3 separate regions of the Mus musculus genome follow, and regions 1 and 2 are each linked to region 3. A link is a contact called in public Hi-C and promoter capture Hi-C data. All regions are on one chromosome and are shown on one strand. The core of a region is the stretch at or near the end of the contact, and the rest is flanking DNA. Distances in the headings are between cores, read along the strand shown.

Region 1 (3,816 bases), core at 711-3,210, about 17 Mb after region 3:
TTGTTTTATATCAGACAACTTTGATAATGCTCATTATTTTGTTAAAATTTAAAACATTTTTAAATTTTATAAATTTTAAAGAATATGATAACAAATGAAAGGTATTGAAGGTTTTGAATGGGGGGAGGCTCTCCTGGAGGAGTTGGGGAACAAAAGGGAAAGAAGAATGTGATGTAAGTCTATTTACTCAAAATATGTTTTTAGATGGTAACAAATTCAAATAAATTGAAGTTATATATCTTTTCTATCAAAAAATAGAATATATTAAGTTTTATTCTTTTTTTGTTTCCAGAGTCTCCTTATATATAACTCTGGCTGGTTTGGAACTCACCATGAAGATCAGGCTAATACTATCTAGACCAGGCTTGGCCTCAAACTCGTAGAGATCTGCCTGCCTCTCCCTGTGGAGTACTGACATTAGAGGCAAGCACAACCATGGTTTGAAGAGTACATTACTTTTAAAATTTTTCTGAGAAATCCTTGTCAGCTCCCTTGAAATACTGTTAACACCACGGGCTCTCATAAAGTCAACACTGGAAATTTACTAGAACATAAAATTTGAATTAATAAAAACACTGAGCAAGTATTTTCATGATATTAAATATGTTTGACTGATGATTCAGAATGGTGTTTATATAAACTACATTAAAATAATATAACTTCATGTACACGTTGAGGAAAGTATTTTAAGGGGTTAAAGCACAATGCCAGGTCTGTGGTTCCTTGTATTTATTTAGAGTTCACCACAAACAGCGAATGTTAGGTATTTTACAGTTTCAGACTAGTACTGCATAAAGTATTTCAAATGTATAGCTCAATTTCCAAAATCTTTCCTAAAGATGAACGTGACTGAAGAGGCAAACAGATTAACAAGAATGATTAGAGAGAAATAAAATGCAGACAACTACTTGAATTCAATGCTATTTTTCTTCTTAAGCCAGGACTGTAAACATGTACTTTAAAGCCCATAAATTTAGAAAAAAAAAATTTTTAATCCAGAACATTGTGTCCGATGTTTATCTCTGTAGTTTTGATTACTGGAAAGAAATGGAATGAAATTCTCAGTAATGTTAAAATCAATGCAGCAGCGCCGCCCAGTGAATAAACCGGATATAAAGCTACGTTGCCAGAATTCTCCATGTTAAATTGTACTGTATTTTCAGTGTAGCCATGTTCCATCTACTTATATGAAACTATGTTCTATAATATTGGCTCAAGAATATAACAATTAAAATCTTACCTATTTATTAAAAAAATCAAGTAGTAAAGGTACTCAAAGGATATTAAAACACCCGTGAATAGAGAGTTCTGTATATTCTTTGTTACCTGTAATGTCAGTAAGCCACAGAAATGGCTCACCGATGAGATGAACTAGTGGTTTTGCTCATGTTTGGCAAGTGTAGAATCATATTCCAGTACGTTTATGCTTCTAGATTTATTATCCTATATTGAGTCCTCAAAGTGAGTAAATTAAAGATTTAAATTGGACGTCCTTAACAATGTCTATCCATCCATTCGCTGCCCCGCCCTCAAGCTTTCATGGACCTAAGGAGAAATGATGTGTACAAATATCCAGTGAGGTCAAAATTTGACCCCATCAATGCTTATCAAACAGTAAGACTGTTACTACTACTCCTGGATTCTCTATAATGCCTTTGATTAATTTGGGAACAACACATCCTCTATTGCCTGTTACTCTCTGAGCCTAAGAGAAGGGGCTAGAAACCGTCTGTCTGCCTGCTCGCTATCAGGTACGCTGAAGGCAAAGTTCCAGTCTGGGACAACCCGGTAAACACATCCCGGAACTCCTCCCCCTAACTGCTGCGCTTCCTGGTCTGGCGGAATCGCGGTTCCGGCTAGAAACTATAACCCTGAAGAATGATTCCGCTGATCTGGAGCCTGGCTCGCTGCGCAACTCGTCAAGTCCCACCCACCGTGGGTCTTCTGAGCCTTCTCGGCATCCGTCGCGAAGGAAGCGCGCTGTGCGGAAAGGGGCCGGCCTCACAAAAAAAGGCGGCCGGTTTGAAAAATGACAACGGTCAGCGGCTTTCGGTTGGACGCTCGGTTTTTAACTGTTTTTCCGTGAGCTGCTAGGCCTCCAGGTGAGTTTGAGCGGGTGAGCGTTGGAGGGCCGGGTGCAAGGCCAAGGATCGGGGCATCTGGGTTTACTAACTTGTGTGTTGATTTGACAGGCTCATCTATCCCAGGTTGGTCTCGAACCCCTATATTCCTGAGACTAGCCTTTTTTTATTTATTTATTTAACTTTATTTGTAATTCAATTTTTTTACACTTCATATTCCATTCCCCGCCCCTCCCCATCCACCCTCCGACTGATCCACATCCCAAACTCCTCCCCTCCCCACCCTGTCTCCACATGGATGCCCCCACCCCACCTGATCTCTAAACTCCCTGGGGCCTCCACTCTCTTGAGGGTTAGGTGTATCATCTCTGAATGAACACAGACCCGGCAGTCCTCTATGTGTGTTGGGGGCCTCATATCTGCTGGTGTATGCTGTCTGTTTGGTGGTCCAGTGTTTGAGAGATCTCAGGGATCCAGATTAATTGAGATTGCTAGTCCCCTTACAGGATCGTCCTCCTCAGCTTCTTTCAGCCATCCCTAATTCAACAACAGGGATCAGCTGCTTCTGTCCATTGGTTGGGTGCAAATATCTGCATCTGACTCTTTCAGCTGCTTGTTGGGTCTTTCGGAGGGCAGTCATGTTAGATCCCTTTTTGTGAGCGCTTCATAGCCTCAGTAGTAGTGTCAGGCCTTGGGACTGCCCCTTGAGCTGGATCCCACTTTGGGCCTGTCACTGGACCTTCTTTTTCACAGGCTCCTCTCCATTTCCATCCCTGGAATTCTTTCAGAGAGAAACAATTATGGGTCAGAGGTGTGACAGTGGGATGGCAACCCCATCCCTCACTTGATGTCCTGTCTTTCTGCTGGAGGTGGGCTCTATAAGTTCCCTCTCCCTACTGCCGGGCATTTCATCAAAGGTCCCTTCCTATGAGTCCTGGGAGTCTCTCACCTCCCATCTCTCAAGTGCTGACTTTACGGGCATGAGCCACAAGAATGGCGTCAGTGTGACTTGTTTGAATGCTTGCCAATTTTTTATGTATCTCCATTGCGCCACCATCTCTGGATTAAACCAAGAACCATTTATCAAAAGGCGAAAATATCATAATCCAAAAGTCAGGGAGCTGAATGTACCTGGATCTACGTGGGTGTAACACAAAGCCTTCCCCGTATTTTCCAGGAATGCTTTATCTAGTTCCTCAGAATTGGGAGTTGCTTGCTTAAGTTTGCATTGCAAAGCCAGTTGTATATAATGTAAGTTATGTTGTGCTTAGCACTGAAGTGTTACATATAACGGAGAAATGGGAGCTCCTAGAGGTAATTGTCCTATTTGAACTAAAATGTCAGAGAGCTGTTTTACTGTATATAAAGTATATAGTATCTTTATAGTTAGATGGCCTCTTTCTCTGTATACGCAACACACACACACACACACACACACACAGGAGTTGGAACTGAAATTGCACTATTAAAATGAACACAATTTGCTTCTGAGAAGAGAGCATTATTACTTCTAAGTGCAGTTGTGAGCCTCTGGGTAGCTTTACGTTGGGAAATTGATCCTCAGAAATTCTCAGGCAGGTGTAACACAACATTGGACACTTAGGAGAAGACTTGGAAGGCATTAACTTGGACCAGAAAGAGCATGAGATTATTAAAGGCTTTGGCAACTTCAGTGGGAAAGGCTGGGATTTGTGTGGTAGGTAAGCCCTTTGTACGTTTGTAAGGGTTTGATGGT
Region 2 (4,194 bases), core at 925-3,424, about 11 Mb after region 3:
TCAGAAGCTTCTTGGATGAACTGAAGTAACCCTTGAATCCCCATCGTGCCAAGTTAACTACATGAAGGAAAAAGGGAGGAGAGCAACATGAAACCAAGGCTGATTTACCAAAAAGCTTTAGAAATTCAGTGTGGAGTCTAGCACCGACAGTAACATTTAGCTAATGATTGGCCTTCTCTCGGGCAACTTCTGTAGCTCAGAACTTCATTAATCACCAACACTCACCTGAACACCACTGGGGAGTTCCTTCGTGGTTATTTGTTTCCAAAAATGCTTCCATACTTACAATCCTAACGTGGGCTCTTATCTCTCTTAACACTTGGACTCAGACATTAAAACTGAGTCTCTCCTTTCATAAAAAGAGGACTATGAGCCTATAACACTGCATGCTATGGTATCATATTCACCCCTATATTAAAGGGGCGCATCCAAAGTTCAGTGTAGAAACTCCAAAGTTTGGAGAAGGACAGACATTTCAACTGAAAAGCATGTCAGCAATCCCACACTACCAGAATGGTTTATTCCAAGCAATACCCTGGTAATTAGCCATGGTGGCATCTAGGGGAAATTTCATCAGATTCATTGAAGGCTATACCAAAGACACATGAAGCCGTGTTTGATGTGCAAAACAGCTTCAAGAAACAAACAGTTATAATTTCCATTCCCTTCTAGGTCCTTACATGGAAGTCCTGGAGATGGCAGCCCCTTCAAAGCAACTAACACCCCCCCCCACCCCACCCCCGCCTTCCTACTCCAACTCCAGCAGCTGCTTGCCACTTCCCAATACAGTATTACCATCTAAGATCAGGTATTTGTATTAGGGAGTGTGTGCATGTAATGAGTGTGTGGGTACATCCATGCAGAGCCCAGAGCAAGGCATTGGGTGTCTTCCTCTATTGCTACCTGTCTATCACCTTGAGGCAGGGTGTTACGGAACCAACTAGGCCCAATGAGGTCTTGGGATCTGCCACCTCTGCCTCCCAATCTCTGCAGTTACCAGCAGGCTCAGGCACAGGGGGTTTTAATGGGGAGGGGGCTGGGGGGAGGATTCTAACTTAGGTCCTCATGGTTGCAAGAGCAAAGGCTATTACCCTCTGCAACTATTCTTTCTGTGTATGATGCATGCGTGATGGAGTTTGAATCGGAGGATGTGAAAGGCAGTCCACCTTGTTTGTTTGAGCTGCGTCCACCAGGCTAGTTAGGTCTTAGGCTGAGCTCTCTGGGATTTTCCACTCTTACCTTCCCCTCTCTCAGCAGTGAGGTCACAGGGACAGGCACCTGATTCAACAGACCTAAGATCATGTTCTTAAAGACTATGGGATAAGCCAGAGGTGCCCTGTTGACACCACAGGAAAGTGGCCATGCCCTTAGCTAGCAGCCCTGACACTTGAGAGATTCATTTACCTTTAAGGTCATGCCCATTAACTATGAATCCCTAAAGGGGGGCATGAACCCGTAATTTTAAACATCAGCCAATTTGGGTGCAGGTGGGTCTGTGTAAAACGAGTCCACTACGTTTAAAAGACAACGTCTCTAAAACATGATTTCGTGCATGCTGGGGGGGGGGGGGGTTGGGGTGGGGGAGGGACATAATTACATTTCGTGAAATTTCCTTAAGTTTCTTTCTTCTAGGCCAACTAAATCTCGAATAAATATTTCCTCTTTAGTATAGAAGTGACTGAGTGCCATGTGGCGCATCAACACCAGAAGGTCGCCGGTGGTACCCGAGGTAACAGCAGCAGCGGCTTCACCTTAGTCCCGTCTCCCGAACGAACAGGCATAGCACACAAGTCCATTCCAGGCGCCGTGGCTCCTCAAACCTGCACAGGAGAGAGCATATACAAAGGGAATTCATCGCTAGGTACGAGTGTTGGTAAGGACACACGTCAGCCCGCCTCTGCGGAAAGCGGGAGACCCGGAGGCCGAGGCAGTCGCCTGCAGGCGCTCCACGCTCCCGCTCACTTCCCGGAGATCCGGGTTTCGCGCCGAGGGGCAGAAGGCACGTGGATCAGAGTCATGGGGACCCCACTTTCCTCCACACGGCCCGCTGCTCCAGTGACCGCCCGGCCGCCCGCATAGGGGCTCGCTCGCTCACCTGGGGTTCAGAACGGCGGCGAGCGGCTGCTGCAAGCGCAGCCATGGACCTTTCGATTTGCGCGGGATCGGGAAGCCCCGCCCAGCGGACATGACGTCCCTGGGCGTCCTGAGCCGCAGCCTCCACCTCCCGCTTTCTATGACCCGACTTTCCTCTTAGCCGAGTCCTGAGCCCTTCCTTGCAAGGTAGGAAGTCCGCCGCCAATGGCCAATGCCATCTCGAACTCGGCGACGCTAGAAGCGAAAAGTCGGCTTGTTTGTGAGAGAAGTGGGGTGGTGGTAAGGGAGGGGGCAAGAGAAACTCTAGGCCCGGAAGTTGCGCTCTCGCCGGTGCTGCTGGGAGTTGTAGTTCTCCCTTGACCAAGCCACTGGATCCAGGTACATGCGTGCTAAAGAACTCCCAACTTGGAGTCAAACATATTTTGTTATTTTAAACCCGGAAAAGGAGCCCAGTTCATAGTTGCTTAATTCCAGGCCAACACCACAGTCTTTCGTCTCCGAAACATCCTCACCTCTATGCAAATTGAAGTTTTGTACAAAGCTTTCATGTTGCTATAGTTTGATTATAGTCTGCGCTTACCCACTTTATTCATTATATGGCTTTATCCCTGATACGAGTTGGGAAAATGTTATCCTTATAACTAAGAAACAAAATGGCCCAATGGTTCAAGTTATTAAACCCTGTATATTGTTGGTTGTATTGGGTCACATTTCCTAGTGTTATCAAGGAAAGAAAACCCCTCTAGTTTCTCTTCTTAATGGACTTTTAAAAACTTACTAATTTTAGAAGTCACACAGCCGGACTGTACATAATTTAGTCTCTTACTGTCTTTGCCCCAGCAGACTCCTCTGACTGAAGCTATCTAAGTGTGAAATTGAAAGACTCCGAGAGGAGCCCCTCGCTCAGGCCTCAGGACAATAGCGGACACCCAAGAACTCATGAGAGACCAAGCTTGATGCAAACCACATGAGGCTTTATTCGGGGAAAGCTAGAGCTCTGGGGACGACTCACATCCCACGCAGGAGTAGAGGAGTCGACCCTGAGGGGAAAGGGGTCTCAGTTTTTATAGGCCCTGGGGGGAAGGAGAAGGGGGGAGTAGGGGATTTCCAGATCTAAACAATGTCTATTCTCAAGAAATGGGTATGGGAGGGGTACAAGGAAAGAGTCTGGTGCAGGTGTAGCAACTCCGGATTGGCTGGGCTGTGGTTGCTGGGGAGATTTTCTGACTCTCCCAGCAACCAATATCACAAACACCTGGCAGTGAGGTGCAGCAGTGGGCACACACATGGGTTCAAGGAATGGTCAAAACATTGGCAGACACACAGGTTCAAGGAGTGGCCAGAGCATTGTGCACCTCTATTTTTTCTAAATCAGTGAAGCTAGTTCTGCTAACAGTGACATCAATCTTGCCAATTTCAGGGCTTCTGTGACCTTTTACATTCTGTCAGGATCTTTTAAAATAAGAATCTTCCCTGCCCATGTCTGTAAAAAAAAAAGCTTTTCTCTCTCTTGCCCTCCATGTAAAGATACCATGTGTGATCCTCTCTGCTCTCTGGGTTCACCTTTAATATCCTAACAATTCAGTGACAAATTAGTTATTCTCCAGGAAAGGAACTCAAAAGATGCACGATGGTATTATCTGTTGTGTTACCTTTCTTTAAACTTACAGAACCCCAAACATCCATTAATATATAAGTACTAATTAACACAGAGTACCTGGTGCACTGGTAAGGCGGACTACTACCCCAGTGATATGTTCCCCCAGCAAATCCCTAGATCATATTCGTGACTGCAGCCCCAAGGAGGCTGGGCTTTGTTGGGGAGCTACACCATCATTGGTTTTCAAGTAAATCTTTTTCTTTGCCCAAACAAATTGACTTTAAGTCATTAGACTTTCTGAAAGAATGTGGATTTACAGTTATAGAAAATGCCCAGATCTGGCTAATGTCCTCTTTTCTTTGTTATATTGTGGTAAAACACACACACACACAATATATCTTTCTATCTATCTGAATGAAAAATTTTAAATGTATATTTAAAATATGCATATTTTATAGCTCATAGAAGCAGAAGGATAATCATTTAATATATTAAGAAGC
Region 3 (3,903 bases), core at 1,013-3,512:
CCTGCCTCCCCCCCCCCCCCAAAAAAAAGTCTTTATTAGCTGCCCAGCAACTGGACTGGGATTTTAGGATCTCACCGTACCAGTGAGCCTTTCTGAGGGCGAGCCTTTAAGCACAACCCTATGCTCTGAGTTGATATACTTCAGTTATTAAGAGCAGTTAGCCAGAAATGGAACTGTAGAAGCTAAAAGGAAGGTTAGTACATTTTGAGACTTTCTCAGAACTGTATGGACTTTGATGGATTAGGTCTTTGTTTTTGTTTTGACAGGTGGTACTGTCTACATTTCTTACAGCTTGAATGGTGCTTCCATCATGGAGTCAGTTAGGCTAAGGTCTGGGGCCCTGTTACAGTGCTAAATATGTGACCAAAGCGAAGTAGCCTCAGGGCCAGCCAGCACAGCGTTCTAATTAAAGCACTGTACTGCTATAGAGGTGAGAAGACCCAGGAAGTAGCAATACCTGGGAAACTCATTTATGTGGACTGGAATTGTTCTTTTCAGAGACTTACGCTGGCATCTGATCGTCTCTTAAACCATACTTACAAAGCTGTATTTCCTGTGCCATTAAAAAAAATGTTTTCTTGTTTTTAGGATGTATATATATATATATATATATATATATATATATATACATACATACATAGACACCAATTGAAATCAATCAACATGAGGATTCACATTTTCTGTTGCTTTTCTTTCTTTTCTTATATTTTTATTTTTTTCGAGACAGGATTTCTCTGTGTAGCCCTGGCTGTCCTGGAACTCACTCTGTAGACCAGGCTGGCCTTCAACTCAGAAATCTGCCTGCCTCTGCCTCCCCAGTGCTGGGATTAAAGGTGTGCACCACCACGCCCAGCTTTTCTTTTTCTTTTAAGACAAATCTGGAGTACTAAAAACCAATATATAAAGAATGAAAACCTACTGGTTCGCTATAGACGGCTGCTGGGACGTATTTCAGGAGACCAGATCCTTTAATAACACTGGTGGGCTTTGGGGTGGGGGCTGGAATATGGTGGGGAATCCAAGAGCAAGTCACAAAACCAAGGGGATTCCTTACATTTGTAGTCCTTCGAAGGAAGGGTGGAGTCTGAGTTTAGCAGATTAGTGAAGGAACTAGGTAGGATTTAAAGGTTTAATTTAGGAGGGTAATCCTATTGTCGCCCTCACCCCCAAACCCCACCTTGGGACTAACTGCAAGGCTGCTTTAGTTTAGGGCAGGTGCTAGGGAGGATTTAGGACATGGCTCATTCCACCGCCCCTTACCCGGGCAGCCTCTCAGATCTATCAAAATCCAGAAACGTCCATTCAAAAACACCGTGCTTGGTCCTTAGGGGAAAAACAACAACAACAACAACAACAACAACAACAGAACAATAGCCAACAACAACAACAACAACAACAACAACAGAACAAAAGCCAAACCAGCACAAGAACATGTTAAGAGTTGAGCTTGCTTTCTGATTCCGTAGCTGTTCCCTTGTTATCCATTCCTTCTCGGAGAGTCTCGATTCAGTGGGTTCGGAATGCGGTTTCTAACTCGGAACCCAGCTTCTGGGGGAGGGAAAGGAGAGCAGTCAGCAGCAGCCGCCCAGAAGGGGCCGGGGTGAGGCCAGGAACCGACTCTGCCGGAGAAAACCGGTAGGTCGTGTCCTCTCTCCGTCCCTACCCGAGGCTCCCACAGCGGAACTTCAGGCGGGACAACTGTTCCGGAACTAGAGGAGGAAGTTCCGTGTGTTGCAACACGACGGAATTATCAGGTGGCACTTCCGGCGAGCCAAGATGGCTGCGGCCGTTCAGGACTCACGTGTGAGCCCAGGGGAGATACTGAAGCGTTCTCCGAAGAAGAAGAAAAAGATGAAGATGGTAGCCAAGGCTGCAGCGTCGAAGCTAGAAGATGAGGTCAAAGACTCTTCTGATGGAGAAGGTAATGTGGCCTGGCGGAGCTTCGGCGGCTGAGCTTCCTTCCCATGGCTAGGGTTGCGTTTCCTTGCCGTTGAGTGTGTGGGGCGAGTGAGGTTGGGCGAGGAGCCCTGCTGTTCCGAGGCTCCTCGCTGTCACGGTTAATTTTGTGTTTCCACTCAGTCAGCTGTTACTGAGATGGGCGAAACTGCCGGTGCCAATCAGAAACTTAACAGTAAAGGAAGAGATAATGACAGGCAGTACACAAATTAAGAGCAGAGCAAAAGATGGGCAGGCGATAACCCCAGGCCTTTTGCAGGTCCTGTACCCGCTTAGAAGTGGAGTAAAAACACGGTTAGTTGTCGCAGATCAAAACATAGGCTAAGTGTTTGGGCACAGAAGAACCAAAGCTGGTATTGAGAACCTTGCAAAATGTTCGCATCTTTGGGAGGATTTGACTCTTTTTACTTACAGCCAGTCAGTTTGTTAGCAGATCATAGAAACGGCTGTAAGAGCAATGTTGCGAGCTTCTATTTGGAACCCCTAGCAAAGTGAAAGGAAGGGTCGCGATTGAAATAATGGGTGGGATAGGCTCAGGGAGCCAGCAGCAAGAGGCCACAAGAGAGAAGAAATACTGTTACTGTGCAGGGGGGATTGTGAGCCTTTGGGAGTTAGAAAAGAGAGAGTTAAAGAAATGGTAAAGGAGAGATACTGAAGTAACGTTTGATACAGTTTCAGAATGAAAGGTAGGTGAGTCTCCGGAGGTCTCCCCATTGTGTGGCTGGGGTTGGCTGCTACTTTTAAACATACTTCTTGGCAGGAGCTTCTTAGGAAGCTCAGGCATTTGGCTCCCACACTCCTTTACTGCTTCGGTGTGGCTAATGCTTTCAGTTAACCGCGAATGTGGCTTCAGTTACTACGGGAAGCCACTAGTTCATGAGTAACATTCAGAATTTTTAACTTGCTTTTAACTTGCATGATAGGTCTGGTCACTTGCTGCTCTGCTGTTTTCTGTTCATGTTGGCTGCTCATTCTGGAGGTCTCTGCCTTTTGCCTGCAGTATTCCTGAAACACCTGTATGTCACCTACATTTTCATTGACTTCAGTCTCTGGTCCAGTACTTGTCAAAGAGATTTTCCCTTATTTTTCTAATGCAGCCTTTTCTGTCACTCTCACTTGAGGCTTGATGCTTTGCTTTCTTTAGACGCTTTTATTATTATTATTACTTTATTTATTTTTAAGTTGTATGTATGTGCGCTGGGCGTGAGAGGAGATTGAATGGCTGCTGAGGAAGAAACTGTTCCTGTGGAAGAGCAATGCATGCACATGTTCTCCAGCCCCACTCTGCTCACTTTAAAAGCACCACGTTTTAAATCTTGTGAAGCGTTTGTGCTGTTTGAAAGTTCCCTAAGTGTGCAGACACTTGAACCTCAGTTCCTAGATCAACAACTGTCACTCAGGGGTCCATAAGTTAACGAATGAGTGCACTTGGACTTCAAGACCAAGAAGCAGCTGACTAAGCTTTTGAGGTCCTCAGCCCTCACCAGAGGGGTTAAAAAAACAACCTGTTGGGCAGGAATTAGAAGCTCTGGTCCTGGTGGTGTTTTTACTGCATTGGTTTATTTGCTGTGTACCCACATGTGGAGGTCTGAGGACTTATAGGAGTTTGGCAGCAGGTGCCATTACCTGCTCAGCCATTTTATCTCCTATGGTACAGTTTTGAATTGAATAATTGTAAGCATTACTGTCTAAGAAAAAAAAAACACTATTACATTTAAGTAAGACATCAACACTGCTTTCGGATTTGGGTGGAAATTGGATTTCTTTTCTCAATATTAGATAATTGCGAGGGAAAATGTTCTTTTCAGCACAAATACTGACTAGGTGTCTAAAGTTTTCTTCAGCTTTAGATCATATGTTAAGGAGGCTTTTGAATAATATAGAAACATATAATGAATATAATGAAAACATATAATATAGAAACATCCAATGAATGTTTGCACTCTA

Evidence for each region. Promoter capture Hi-C pulls out the DNA fragments that hold promoters and counts their contacts. Hi-C and Micro-C count contacts between places; a contact is called where the count stands out from the background.
Region 1: a contact with region 3 is called in a promoter capture Hi-C map of pre-B cells. The contact joins the promoter of Nuf2 here to the promoter of A430105J06Rik in region 3. A contact is called at or near these places in 1 of 39 promoter capture datasets (pre-B cells) and 1 of 484 Hi-C or Micro-C datasets (pre-B cells).
Region 2: a contact with region 3 is called in a Hi-C map of pre-B cells, with 11 times the contacts expected there. The contact joins the promoter of Exo1 here to the promoter of A430105J06Rik in region 3. A contact is called at or near these places in 1 of 39 promoter capture datasets (pre-B cells) and 1 of 484 Hi-C or Micro-C datasets (pre-B cells).

Annotation. Positions count from the first base shown.
Region 1 is chr1:169,529,608-169,533,423 of GRCm38.p6, reverse strand. It overlaps Nuf2 (NUF2, NDC80 kinetochore complex component), which reads left to right and starts at 1,960. Exons shown (of 15, transcript NM_001355159.1): 1 at 1,960-2,102. It overlaps Gm34624 (a long non-coding RNA gene), which reads right to left and starts at 1,847. Exons shown (of 3, transcript XR_373698.2): 1 at 1,327-1,847.
Region 2 is chr1:175,878,758-175,882,951 of GRCm38.p6, reverse strand. It overlaps Exo1 (exonuclease 1), which reads right to left and starts at 2,174. Exons shown (of 15, transcript NM_012012.4): 1 at 2,096-2,174; 2 at 1,752-1,820; 3 at 1-57. The coding sequence starts at 44. It overlaps Gm36360 (a long non-coding RNA gene), which reads left to right and starts at 2,197. Exons shown (of 3, transcript XR_373723.2): 1 at 2,197-2,280.
Region 3 is chr1:186,747,182-186,751,084 of GRCm38.p6, reverse strand. It overlaps A430105J06Rik (a long non-coding RNA gene), which reads right to left and starts at 2,262. Exons shown (of 2, transcript XR_003948551.1): 1 at 1,261-2,262. It overlaps Rrp15 (ribosomal RNA processing 15 homolog (S. cerevisiae)), which reads left to right and starts at 1,727. Exons shown (of 5, transcript NM_026041.2): 1 at 1,727-1,921. The coding sequence starts at 1,777.